Regions from separate parts of the Mus musculus genome. Here region 1 is linked to region 2. Evidence: chromatin contacts called from public Hi-C data. All regions are on one chromosome and are shown on one strand. Each heading gives the region's core, a stretch centred on a gene start, on an enhancer-like site or on the middle of the called end of the contact. The rest is flanking DNA. Distances are from core to core; before and after follow the strand shown. Region 1 overlaps Card19 (caspase recruitment domain family, member 19). Region 2 overlaps Wnk2 (WNK lysine deficient protein kinase 2).

Region 1 (6,303 bases), core at 1,788-4,287, 120 kb after region 2:
GGTCTATGAACTGCTTGTTCTGTCTAGATGCCCTCCCACCTGGGCAGGGTGGCCCTTGTGGGTCAATGACAAGGACTGCGTTTCTCACCATGCTGCACATGGCTGAGGCCGGGTTCCCAGCCACGCCCAGCCCATCTTTGACAGCCCTGATCCCATTTCCACACTTGATACTAGCTAGGATCTGGGTTCAAGGGCTCACTCCACTAGGACTTTACTTTCCAGAGCGTGGTGGCCCAACACAGTATGGAGGAGCTGAGACTTGGTGACGGGACAGTGACTACCAGGTAGAGGGCAGGGACCCAGGCAGACTGACAGACAGACACCCCAAGGAGAAGACATTCGACAGGCAGGTGCAGCTGGAACATTTAATATTAAGCACCTTACAGAGTGAAGGTGATGTGTTCTCGTAGAAATTATAAATAATGAAAAATAAGTATTTAGAAAAAGAAATACAGGCCCCACGATGGGCAGCCAGGGGACTCTTTGGTTAAGCAGCAGGTAAGGCCCGGGATCTGGGTTCATCAGAGTCCTCCGAGGTCATCTGCCAGGAAAGCCAGCAGGTAGCGGCTGACATGCCGGTCAATGATGACAGGTGAGAAGGCAAGGACGCGCCGGGTTCCGGGCAGCACTTTGGGGTCTGGAAGACAAGGGGAGGAGTGGCAATCCATGGGGCAGCCATGAAGGGGGCTTTGTCCTGGATGCCTCTGGACTGAAGTGGGTGGGGGTGGTGGGGTGGGGTGGGGGGCTGTGACCTTGGATTGAAGCAGGTAGGGGGTGGGGGAGCTCTGACCTCAGAGCCCATAAGCCCTGGGTGATCCTCAGGCCTTCAGTATATAAGCCCACACCGTCCTATCCCCAAAGGCCTTCCCAGATGGCAAACTCAGCCATCATAGAAGAGGGGAGTTAGAGGTGGCAAGGCTGGCTGCAAGCTTCAGGCTTCAGTGGAGTTGGGCTTGTAAGGGCTATGATACCACAGGTCGGGAGATCAAGTCTCATCAGGAGAGATAACCCCAAGATGGCAAACAAGGCAGGGCTGACTCTCAACTCTGCTGGCTGTGCACTATGCTGATAAGCTGTCACTCTCTGGTCCCCATCATTTGCTTAGGGGCTTGCACTCACCTGGAGGGCAGCAGTAGAGGAGGAGGGCCAGGCCCGCTGCCAGGCCCAGGCCTGCCAGGAAGCTCATGGGTCCTGGGGAGAAAGGAGTATGAGTGGCCTGGACCAGTGGGTGAGCACTACAGGGGGCTTGTCCCCTAATAGAAAGCCCTTGGGACACAGACAGAGCCCTGAGGGAAAAGGGAAAAAGAAAGGAGGTGGCGGGGGGCGTTACCCCTGTCACTCAGCTCACGGCTCTCGATGCCCCAGTCCAGCTCTCTGCAATCTGAGTTTTCTGGAAACAAAATTACAGAGCGTGGTTAGTAGAGGGTTGAGCTGAGAGTTGGGTTGTTCCCAGGGAAACCCAAGGCTCTCTGACTCCTGAAGGTGCTGGGCTCACTCGTGGCCACTGCACTGGGTGCCGTGGGCAGGACCAGTAGATGGTAGAGTGAGGTCAGCTCTACAGAGGACACTGCATAGATTTGGATTTCCTTTGGTCCAGTTTCTATGACATCACAGGTGTGGAGTAGGCCAGTGTGTCTTGTTTGCCATAAGTCATCAAAGGCAGGACAAATATCCACTATCAAGAACTCTTCCCTAGATGTCCCCATGGGGTTAGCAGGCATATGATGTGCCACACAGGCTCCAGGGCACCTAGGAACCCTAAAAGGTTCCAGTAGGGATGTGGCTTGGCCCCAGCAGGGTTCTAAAGAACCCAGTGACATGCTTTCAGTGGAGGGGAGAGGGAGCCTATTCACTCTGTCCTTCAGTGTCCTGTGAGGTCTGCGGAAGGTTCCTTGGGGTCAGAGACCCCAGCCTAGAGTCCCAGCCGAGCTCATGGGCAGAGTCACCTCATCTTTTTGTCTGGTACAGTAGCACCTCTTCCCAGTTTCCCAAGCAGAGAACCTTGAATTGAGCCACCACACCAGCCCTGCTGAAATCCAGGTTCCCAGCAGCTCCAGTGACCCCCCCAAACCTTTGGGACCTACATATCACCTAGGGCTCAGAGATCATAATCTCTCTTACCTGCCTACCATCCACATCTATACCCAAAGATGCTCTACAAAATCCCCACATGGACAGACTGGAGGATACAAAAGGCAGATGGACTTGGGGTCTGCTGTGGGCTTGGTCACACTTCGCTGAGATGGCCAAGGAGCACGGGGATGTAAGAATGAAGTTGCTATGAACTTCGAAATGAAGACACAGCCACAGCACACAACGGGAGACAGACTGAATACATGGGACGGTGGCTTCTATGTGAAAGCTGGCATGGGGAGGAGAGCGTCAGAGAGGGAGGAGGACAGAGGGAGAGGCAGGCCAATATGCCAGCCTGTGCTATTCTCCCTGGGCGATCTCCAAGAGGGGACAGAGAAGGGAAGAGATGCCCAGCCTGGGCATCTGAGGCACTGAGGACCTCCACGCTGCCAACAGTTGACCTGGTGCGGTCCTTGGTAAGTGTGGAACGCTGTAGGTAGGGATAAGGGGCAGGACTTACGAGGAGAGTAGCGGCTGGGCAGGTGGCTGTGCAGGGGCTGGGCATGGATGTACAGAGCTCGGTAAAATTCCTGACAGTGCCGTTCCCCACGCTGCTGTAGATGGCTCAGGAGGTCACAGAGCCGTACGCGCAGGGATGCCTTGGGGTTCCGGAACTGGGGGCAGAAGAAAGGGTAGGCTGGCGGGGACAGCTGTGAGGCAGAGCGCTCGGGACCCCAGCTTCAGAGCCACAGACCTCAGAACCCTCCCAACCCCTCATACCACCCATTGATATATGCCCAACACTGCAGCAGTCAGTTGCAGGCTAAGTCTTGGCTAATACTGTGTCTCCAGGGCAACGGGCTGGGAGAGGTCATGGAGAAAGCAGGGTGTGGGGGACATCACCCTAAGTAATGAGACTCAATGTGGTTTCTCCCCATGCGGCCTTAGTGAATCACTGCAACCCTCTGTGAGTCAGTTCTTGTAAAGGGGAAACAATCCCACGTGGTGGGGTTGTTACAGAGCACGGATGACGGCGTACGTGACAGTTGCTATTATTTCTCAGATTGTAGGGACGTGAGTCTAGTATTTCAAAGGCCAACTGAGACAAGAACACTTTCTTCTGATGTGGTTGTGAAGGTCAGTGGGCAGACCACTTGGCACCAAGCCCAGAACCAGGAGGCTGTGGTCTGGTGCTGCCCCCTGGTGGTGACAGCTGAAAACTGACCACCGATAACAGAAGCCTGCCTGGCCTGTAAGAAGGGACTTCCCCACTTTTGCGTAGGAACCTCTGCCGCTTATGTGCCACAATGAGATGAATTTGAGCCTGTCACTTTTTAAAACCACTGGGTGGCTCACACTGTAAGTGTCTGAGTTGTCCAGCCCAACTCTGCCTGGTTTGAGACAACCTCCCAGAAAGGGAATCACTGGTGTTTACGAGAAGGGATAGCCCCCAAAGGGCTAGTGGGTCTCTGGCATTCACTGTCCTATTCAGTTCCTCCAGTCTTGGTAAGATGCCAGGGGTATGTACTGAAACTTGTGTGGGGGTCAGGCCCAAATTTCATCCCTTGTCCCCAAACCTAGGGCTTCTCAGGGTCCCCTTTTGGGGCCTGGAGAGCCAAAGTAGGATTAGCCTGGTGACACAAAGCCCAGGGACTGCATCTGAAATGCCATCTCTGGCAGAACCATTTTGGTGTCTGTAGCTGTGACACCTGAGGCCTTGGTTGCCCCCTCTGTAAAATGGGGTGATGACTTCAGCTATTTGTAGGGCTGTAGGTGAGAACTGGGAATGGTCCAGAACGAATGTGTTCACCTGGTTCAGGTGGGCCAGGCCAGACCCCAGTCTCTGAGCCAAGTGGAATAGCATGCTTGTGTCACAGATAAGGTCCTGAAGCTCTCAGTGGGACCAGCCACCCTCAAGCTTGGCTGTGGGTGGGGTCAGCCTCCACTGCCCACCTAATATAGGCTGGACCTCTTGGCCTTACAAACACAAGGAAGAAGGAGTGTGCGTGTGTTGGGGAGAGGGTAATGGGTGCATGCCTGTGTGGGTACATGCAGAGGCCAAAGGTTGTGTAAGGATGCTTTCTTCAATGGCTCTATACCTTACTTTTTTAAGTTAGAGTCTCTCACTGAACCCGGAGTTCACCATTTTGGCTAAACTGTTTGTCTAGCAAACCCCGGGGCTCTGCCTGTCTCTGTCTGCTAGGGTTACAGGTTCAGGGATGCAAACTCAAGTCCTCGTATTCACAGAAATCATTTTACCAGCTGAACCGCATGCCCAGCTCCAGGTCCAGACTTGTGGTCCCTCCTTCCTCGGTTCCCTCCTATTCTCATGTTGTTGTGTGTTGTCATGGGTGATGGCTAATTTTATATCAACTCGACACAGGCTAGAGTCATCTGAGAGGAAGGAACCCCAACTGAGAAAATGCCTCTATAAGATTAGGCTGTAGGCAGACCTGTAGGGCACTGACAGGGGAGGGCCCAGGCCACTGTGGGTGGTACCAGCCCCGGGCTGGTGGACCTGGGTTCTGTAAGAAAGCAGACTGACAGGATAGAGAGAAGGCTCAGTGGTTAAGAGTACTGACTGCTCATCCAAAGGTCCTGAGTTCAAATCCCAGCAACCACATAGTGGCTCACAACTCATCCATAATGAGATCTGATGCCCTCTTCTGTTGTATGTAAAGATAGCTACAGTGTACTTACATATAATAATAAATAAATCTTTGGGAAAAAAAAAAAGCCGGGCAGTGGTGGTGCATGACTTTAATCCCAGCACTTGAGAGACAGAGGCAGGCAGATTTCTGAGTTCGAGGCCAGCCTGGTCTACAGAGTGAGTTCTAGAATAGCTGGGGCTACACAGAGAAACCCTGTCTCGAAAAACAAGAAAAAGAAAGAAAGGAAGGAAGGAAGGAAGGAAGGAAGGAAGGAAGGAAGGAAGGAAGGAAGGAAGCAGACTGAGCAGTCATGATGAGGAAGCCAGTAAGCAGCACCCTCCATGGCCTCTGCATCAGCTCCTGCCTCCAGATTCCTGCCTTGTTGTCCTGACTTCCTTCAGTGATAGGCTATGGATATGGAAACATATGCTAAATAAGACCTTTCCTCCTCAAATTGCTTTGGTCATGGTGTTTTATCGCAGCAGTAGAAACCCTAACTAAGACACTGTGTATCACCTCCTGAAACCTTCTCACAACTCTGGAAGGGACCAGCTACCACAAGGACATCTGAGACTGAGGCATAAAGATCTGATGATTTGAGACCACATGGACTGGCCCCAGCCCAGGTGTGACTCCCGCAAGCTCCCAAGGCGGCCCCTGGTCCTGTTCACCCCGCGGCACCTTTTCAGCCTCCTTGTTGGTAAGGATCTGTGGGTAGTAACGGTTCAGCTGGAGGATGATCCTGTCCACTTGTTGCTCGCTCAGGCGACCCTGTCCCGTCAGGAAAGGAGTGTCCTGTACCAGCCGGTCACAGTAGGTCTGATCTGGAACACATGTGGACAGCATGAGGTGAGCCGGCACAGCCTCGAGAGGGACCAAAGATGGCACCCTTGGTGCTGACCACAGGAAGCCCACACCCGCTGGAAGGACAGCGGTCTCTCTGGAGGGTGCATCTATAATTTTCATGTTAACTACAAAGAAGATATCTATAGAATATACACAAAATCAATAAGAGAATCAAAATGTTACCACAAAAAAAATTACAAAGGATATCAGTAAAGGTAGAAATGAGGGTTGAAAAAGCTAAAAGACCCACAAAACACAAATAGTAGAGATAAATCTTCCATTATCAACAATTACTTTAAATGTAAATAAATAGATTCAACTCTTTCATCAAAGGACAAAGATTAGCAGAATGGCCTTAAACACTTACAAGATGGTCATTATAGAGCTAAACACACAAGTCAGTTGAAAGTGAAAGGAATTAAAGACATTCCACATGGGAAAGTCCTACTTTTGACATTCAACATGGGAAGTTGTCATCTCCAAACATTAGGTTAAAAAACAACCTCATAATGCTATAAGCAAGTTTCTGATTTTTGTATTGGGATATATTCACAGCTGTCCGGAGACACAAGTGGCCTCCAGCCACAGGTGGCCCCCAGGTGTCAGGTTGGACACACTTGATTGTAAACAGAAACCAAAACAGAGTGGTCGTGGCTGTATTACTATTAAACAAAATAGATTTTAAGTCAAAACTGGTACAAGAGATCAAAAAAGCCCAGCATATGTTAATAAA
Region 2 (6,437 bases), core at 806-3,305:
ATGGCTTAGCATGGACACCTCCAAATGCCATGTCCCTGGCACGACAGGCAGGTATAGTGGCTTGTTCCTAAACTCCTTCTGTAAGACCGTCAGGGTTGTATTCAGGAATGCTGTTTAAACTGTTGCCTACTACACGGCAGCATGGAGAGCCACGCCTGTGATCCCAATAGGCTCTGATGCCAGGGTAGGCAAAGTTTGCTAGCTCACCAGAAGCGAGCCCTGTCATTCCTGCCCACTCTGGTATGCAGGTGTTGAGGCTGCCCTGCTCTGGTACTTGGCAAGGCAGCCTGCCCGCATGGTCAGCCAGTGATGAATGAAAACCGGAAACCCATCTGAAACAGCGCTTTGAGGTTATGCTTAAGGATCCCAAAAGCCACCAAAACACCAAGCAATTTTCACAGGGGGCTGTTTCAGAGTGAGGGCTCTGCCCACTGATGATTCAAACCAAGTGAGGGGGGAGCCCTGCTGGTTCTGCCCTCACAATCTTTCCAAAGAGTGATCTTAACCTAAGAAGACAAGGAACGCCGAGGCTTAATTGGGCAAAACCAATTACACAAGCGGCTCTGGCTTTACACGAGCCAACTGCTCATTAGAGCGACCACTTCTACCTAGACGGACAGGAAGGGAGGGGAGAGGGAGACAACACAGGAGAGAGGGAGGTGGGGAAGAAGAAGGTGGCCCTCACCCTAACAAGATTCAAGAGGCACAGCTCCAACCATGTGTGTGACACTTTAAATACTGCAAGTGACTTGTATAGATTACATGCATAATTACAATTTCACTTGGTTAACCAACCCCGCTCCCATGAGTTGTGTTGCGTGGTCCTCAACACGTGGCACAGCAGAGGCCACCTGCTCAGGTTGGTCTGGACTGCTAGGGAAGAGTTGTGAGAGTCGATGTGGTGGGGTATCGTTCAACACAAGTGTGTGCTCCGTGATCCTGTGCAGGCAATGTGTTATCTGGAGTCCTTACCAGTGGTGAGGCAGAGAATCGTCAGTCACTGTAGAACTCTCACAGTCAGGGAAGAAAATGAAGACAAAAAGCCCAGAGCAGTGGGCAGAAGGGCATTTGAGGGTGCTGTCCATTGCTGAAGAAAGGGGAATGAGGGTATGCAATTATGTGTTCTCATGTATATCACATCACGTATGCAGGCATATATGTGTGCACGCATATACATACATACAAACATACATGCATGTATGCATACACACACATACACATATGCATACATGTATTTGGTTTTTACAGATAGGGTTTCTCTGTGTAGCCCTGGCTGTCTTGGAACTCACTTTGTAGACCAGGCTGTCCTCGAACTCAGAGATCTGACTGCCTCTGCCTCCCAAGTGCTGGGATTAAAAGTAGGCACCACCGCCAGCTGGTGAGTATATTCATGCATACATGTCCACATATATAGTCCCATGTGTGGAGGTGCACACATGTGCGAGTGTGTGTATACATATGTCCATGTGAGTACAGAGGTAAGTATGATATATGATATATGTGTATGTCTTTGCATCCATGGATTACACTGGGTGTGCATCTGTACATATAATGCTATGTGTCTGCCTGTGTGTGTGTGTGTATGTGTGTGTCATGTAGACCATCTCTGGAAGTACGGTTAAAAGACTAGGTGGTAGCTGTTGCCTCTGGGAGGACAAGTGACTTTCCTGGACACCTTAGGGGTTTAAAATTCTGAAAAATATGACTATACCATCTATTTTAAATAAAATACAGAAAGTGAACAGAATCCTTTGAAAAGCCACACAGAGGGCTGGAGTTGTGCCTTTCAAAAGCCATGGCCTCAGTGCCTCACCCCTTGGTGTCCCGAGCCACATAGGAAGGGGAGAGAATTCCTACGCTTGGTGTGAAGTTATCGCCTACTCTCCAACTCTATGGGATTTTTTTCATATTGGGTCACCGTGACCTTCAGCATCTGACCACAATCGGGACATTGTTTCTAGGTCCCAAGCTGGATCTCTCTGAAGCACAGTGTGCGGAGCTCAGCGTGGGGTGAAATAAACAGTGGGCAAAGGACTTCAAAGTGAGGACCGCTCATTTGCACTCTTGGACGCTATTTGAGTCCCCAGCAAAGGGGGCTGAATATTAAATACACAGGGCCTCAGCCTTTCCACATGGATAGCCTCAAATGTTGGTCTGGGCAGGTCACTGAGCTCTGCTGCTCTGTTCCAGGCTGGTTCACAGAGTGGGCAAAGCTATGTCTCCTGCCTCAGCTCACTGCTGAGGTTTCAGACACAGGAGGCAAAAAGGACACTGGCTGCCTGTCCTGAGACTTACTGGATCCTCTCAGGATGGTCTCTGAGGAAGCCTGTATCCAATGCACCTCTGGAGAGACAACCCCTTGAAAGTGGACAAATGCTCTCAGGGGTTTCTCCTGAGAGCTAGAGCGGAGGTGAATGATCTCGGTGGTAAACACTCCAAGCCAACCAGCCACCATGTGGTCCGCTGCAGTCATCCCCCTCACCCAGAGACTGGTAATGGTACTTCCCTTGGCCTTTGTATCTATCCCTCCATGAGGCCAGGACTGTTCCTCTAAGAGAGAATAAAGAACCAACTGCCAGTCCACAGATTCGCAGGTGGAAGTGGTTCCTTCAGACCCTACTAGGTCAAGGACATCTGACCTGGGAAGTCAGACTCAGCAATCCTTGGCCCTCTGCTCACAAAGTCACTGGGGGATGTAGGGAAAGCCCAATCCTTTTTCTGAAACAATCGCCCATACCCTGCAGGGCAGGCAGTAGGAACAAGCCTGGACTGGCCAAGGAATCGGGACCCACGTGTCCTAGCACCTGGGGGACATCTGTTAGCCTTATAACCCCAGGACATGCTCTCTTAAGAGATCACCATGTGCCCTGGCACAAGGCGGCTAGCAGGAAGTGAGCCTGGAATGGGAGACCAAAGCTTCACCAAAGCTCCAGGGGACCACTTACTGCTGGAAGCAACAACCCAGCCACTTGAGGACAGGCAGGAGCTCACTGGGTATCTGCCATTTTCACAGAGTATCATAATAAAAGTTGAGGACTTTGTTTTGCTTTGCCCTAAAACTGGTTATGCTGGTAGGGATGGGAGAAAGGACATAGCTGACTGTGGTGACCCTACACTCCATATACTCACAGGCTAAGGAGGTAACGCTAGCTGGCAAGGTAGGGGGCAGGAGATGCTGGTCGGCCTCAGGCTCCTCAGGTTCTGGCTGCCCAGGCTGCCCACTCTGTGCGTGGTAGGTCACCTGGACCTGCAGGGGTGCTGGCAGACCCCTGGCCTTGTCAGGGCTGCCAGAGTCCTTTGGCTCCTGAGACTGCAGTGCAGGCCAGATCCTCTCACGCCGCCACTGAATCAGTGCCACCCGGTCACGGATGGACTTGGCCACAATCTTCACATCACTCTCATGGAAAAATCCAGAATCGATCTGCAAAGGCAGACACGTGGTCAAGTGTGTTGGGGATCAGCCATCCAGCATGCATCACTTACACAATCATACACACCCTAGTGCTCAGGACCACCCCTACCACAGTCCTTGGGTCTCCTTAGACACCTCAGGATCTTCAACACTCTTTGAAGTTTATAGGCTCCAGTGTGTGGGATGGCAGCTCACACGCAACAAGTATTCAGTGATCTTGTAAACCTCGACCATCCAGGGAGGAGGAGGTCCATTTGGTCATTGGAAAGCGGTACGAGGAACATGTGGGCCTGACAAAAATCCTAAACTCCTTTTATCAGCAGAGCATGTCAGGATCTCCAGGGAAAACAGGGCAAGCTGGGAATGTCTGTGGCAAAGCCACTTCCTGACACAGAGACCCCTACAATGGTTGGATCGCAGGAGCTGACTGGGACTCATGAAAAGCTGGGATTAAGCCCCTTCCCTTCATGAAGACCACAGTTCTAGGGAGAATGAGTGGGGATGCTGGAGAAACAGCTCAGTGGTTAAGAAGACAAGAGTTCTGTCCCCAGCACAGTAATTCCAACTCCAGGGGATCTGACACCCTCTTCTGGACTCCTGGGCACTGCACAGCTATGGATATTATCATCACTACCCACTCCAGCCCACCCCCCCCCCGCCCCCATACACATAGTCTAAACATTAATCTTTTTTTTTTTAAAGAAAGAAAATGAGTTGTTTTTTTTTTTTTTTTTTTTTTTGAAAGGCCAGATTTCACTGTGTGTCCCTAGCTGGCATGGAACTCACTAGGTAGACCAGGCTGGCCTTGAGTGTGGAATGGACCCATGGTACCGCTATCAGTAAAATAGTCGTGAACCCAGAGGCACACAGATGGCACTTGTACGTGAATGTGCAGATAACTTGTCTCCATGAGCTGTGCCTAACCTAAGGGTCCTGAAACGACGTCCACAATCCTGAGAGACCACAGGAAACCAGAATTGCCACTGGCTCAATGTCTCAGGGCTGGGCAGGAGAACAAGGAAGATAAGCCAGAATTGCCTGGGCAAGCTCAGGGAAAGACAGGGACGTGCACAATGACATGTGAGCCAGTACTAGGGCAAATCCAGGACATCTGAGCATCAGAACACCAGAATAAGTGGCAACACAGAGATACAGGCCACACGTGAGGACAAGAGGGACAGGGTATTCCACTGGAATCAGGTTGGGAGGTGTGAAGAGTCTCACCCTATCTCCTTTCCTGTCTCTGTGCATCTGAGTCTCCTTATCCCCCACCCCCAAACTCCTGCTGACACACACCCCATTTCTCTCGGGCATTACTGCACTGGGTGAGACCACATTATGAGCTATTCTCCCAGAGACCCATCAGCAGGGAACTTGGGTCCTCTGTTACATGGGCCACCAGCCCTGGCTGACACCTGACTGTACCTCATGAGAGGCCTTTCCCCCAACTTGAAGCCTGCACAGGCAGGAGCACTCTGAGTGTGATGGTCAGGGTAATCTCCTGTGAGGCTTTGGACATCTCAATATAACTGTGCTGTGTTGTCTCAGAGCAAGTATTCTACACAATGGAACGGACAGAAACATATCGCCCCAGGCAGGCTACGGTGACAAAGCGGCCCCTTCTGTGAGATTCCTAAGGATGCACTGCCTACCCCAAAGGGGAGTCTGAGCTCTTCCCAAGGGTCAGGCCACAGAAGACAGAGGACTGAAGAGCCACGGAGCCCCTAACGCTTGGGACACCAAGAATCCAAGGGTCCTGAGGAATGGCGGTAGCATGCTGATGGTATTTTTGATTCTGAGTACAAGAGAAACCCCCTGCTTCATGGGAAACGACAGACAGGGATGTACTCTGGGTGAAGGGTGCTAGGCAGCAGCTCACTCTCCAACAGTATGCGGTGGGGGTGGGAGTCGTTCTCGGTAACACTCTCCAACTTTCCAGGGGGATTGTCCAGATCATTTCAAAGCAGTTTATTTTGAGAGACAACTCAGCTTGTCAGAAAGATCCCCCACGGAAGTCTCCCAGGTGAAGGCCTCGTGGACTCTGGCAGAGCACAAGCTGGGCGTGTGGCCAAGGAAAGTGTCAGATGAGAGAGGCCAGAGGACACAGAATCTTCTGTGGGATCGGCCCACTGGCAGGCAGATGGGGGCCTGCCTGTGTCTCAGCCACCATCTTGGTGGGGAGACTTCCCAGCAGCAGGGCATTCCTCACCCTAAGAGAAGACCAGATGAGGGTCTTTTTCTGTCCTTACAATGGGGAGCAGGCTCTTTCCAGGGACTTCCAAGCCAACCTCAGAAACTTTCGTGAGGCAGCTGAGGCTAGATAGGCCAGAATGACCCAAGTCAGTTGTGGCCTAGAATGAGTGAGCCCAGGCAGATGTAGTAACTATCAGTGATCCCTGGGAGAGGTCTACAAAGGTGGCCCAAGCACAGAGCACATGGTCATGGCCATCCCTAAAGTCCCATTAGTGTGATCTCAGACCACATTAAAGATAGTTGGCTATTTCCACCGTTTGCAGAATGCTTATTCTGAGGCTCCATGACTCTACTGGGCAAGGCCTACCCAACCACCTCACACACACACACCATGGTTATTCCCACTTTCTGTAATACTTCAGCCACCCCCAGGATGGGCCTCACTGCCTATGCCCAGTACCATACAGAGCCTGCCCTGCTCAACCTCATTCTGCCATGCTGAACTGCATCTGCACCCTACAATCCATCTTCATCCTTATCACCCTTTAGGTGGGTTCAGAAGTTCTCATCTGGATACTAGTATCTGTGACACTTCACACTTGTGTAGCCTCAGGAGTCTAGGGTCTTGCCAGACAGTGACTCCTCCTATAGCCTAGGCTCAGGGAAGGGCTGATGGCCTGGACAGTAATGACCCTGAAGTCTCTAATATACAGGATGTAGAAGGGCAAAGCTGGAACCTTGACAGGCCTCCTGGGACCCAGAACCCATCCTGAGGCCCCGTCAGAGAATGGTAGAGCTATGAGATGAACCTGTGTGTGGCTGTTCACAAAAC

The links. Hi-C and Micro-C count contacts between places; a contact is called where the count stands out from the background.
Region 1: a Hi-C map of Sertoli cells shows a contact between it and region 2, with 2.3 times the contacts expected there. The contact joins two enhancer-like sites. A contact is called at or near these places in 1 of 484 Hi-C or Micro-C datasets (Sertoli cells), 2 of 115 datasets of contacts at active chromatin or transcription factors (embryonic stem cells and microglia) and 3 of 9 other capture datasets (adipose tissue, liver and pancreatic islet).

The regions. Positions count from the first base shown.
Region 1 is chr13:49,202,599-49,208,901 of GRCm38.p6, forward strand. It overlaps Card19 (caspase recruitment domain family, member 19), which reads right to left. Exons shown (of 6, transcript NM_026738.2): 2 at 5,406-5,548; 3 at 2,594-2,747; 4 at 1,331-1,390; 5 at 1,120-1,191; 6 at 353-637. The coding sequence ends at 522. Among named protein-coding and RNA genes, the nearest start is that of Card19, 10 kb to the right of the region's middle. Within about 2 kb of position 3,038, at least 123 of the 459 cell types and tissues checked have an H3K27ac peak or open chromatin away from gene starts, as enhancers often do. A contact at or near this core is called in Sertoli cells, where this site is marked.
Region 2 is chr13:49,082,121-49,088,557 of GRCm38.p6, forward strand. Wnk2 (WNK lysine deficient protein kinase 2) reads right to left here. Exons shown (of 30, transcript NM_001290313.1): 8 at 3,130-3,421. Among named protein-coding and RNA genes, the nearest start is that of Wnk2, 63 kb to the right of the region's middle. Within about 2 kb of position 2,056, at least 10 of the 459 cell types and tissues checked have an H3K27ac peak or open chromatin away from gene starts, as enhancers often do. A contact at or near this core is called in Sertoli cells, where this site is marked.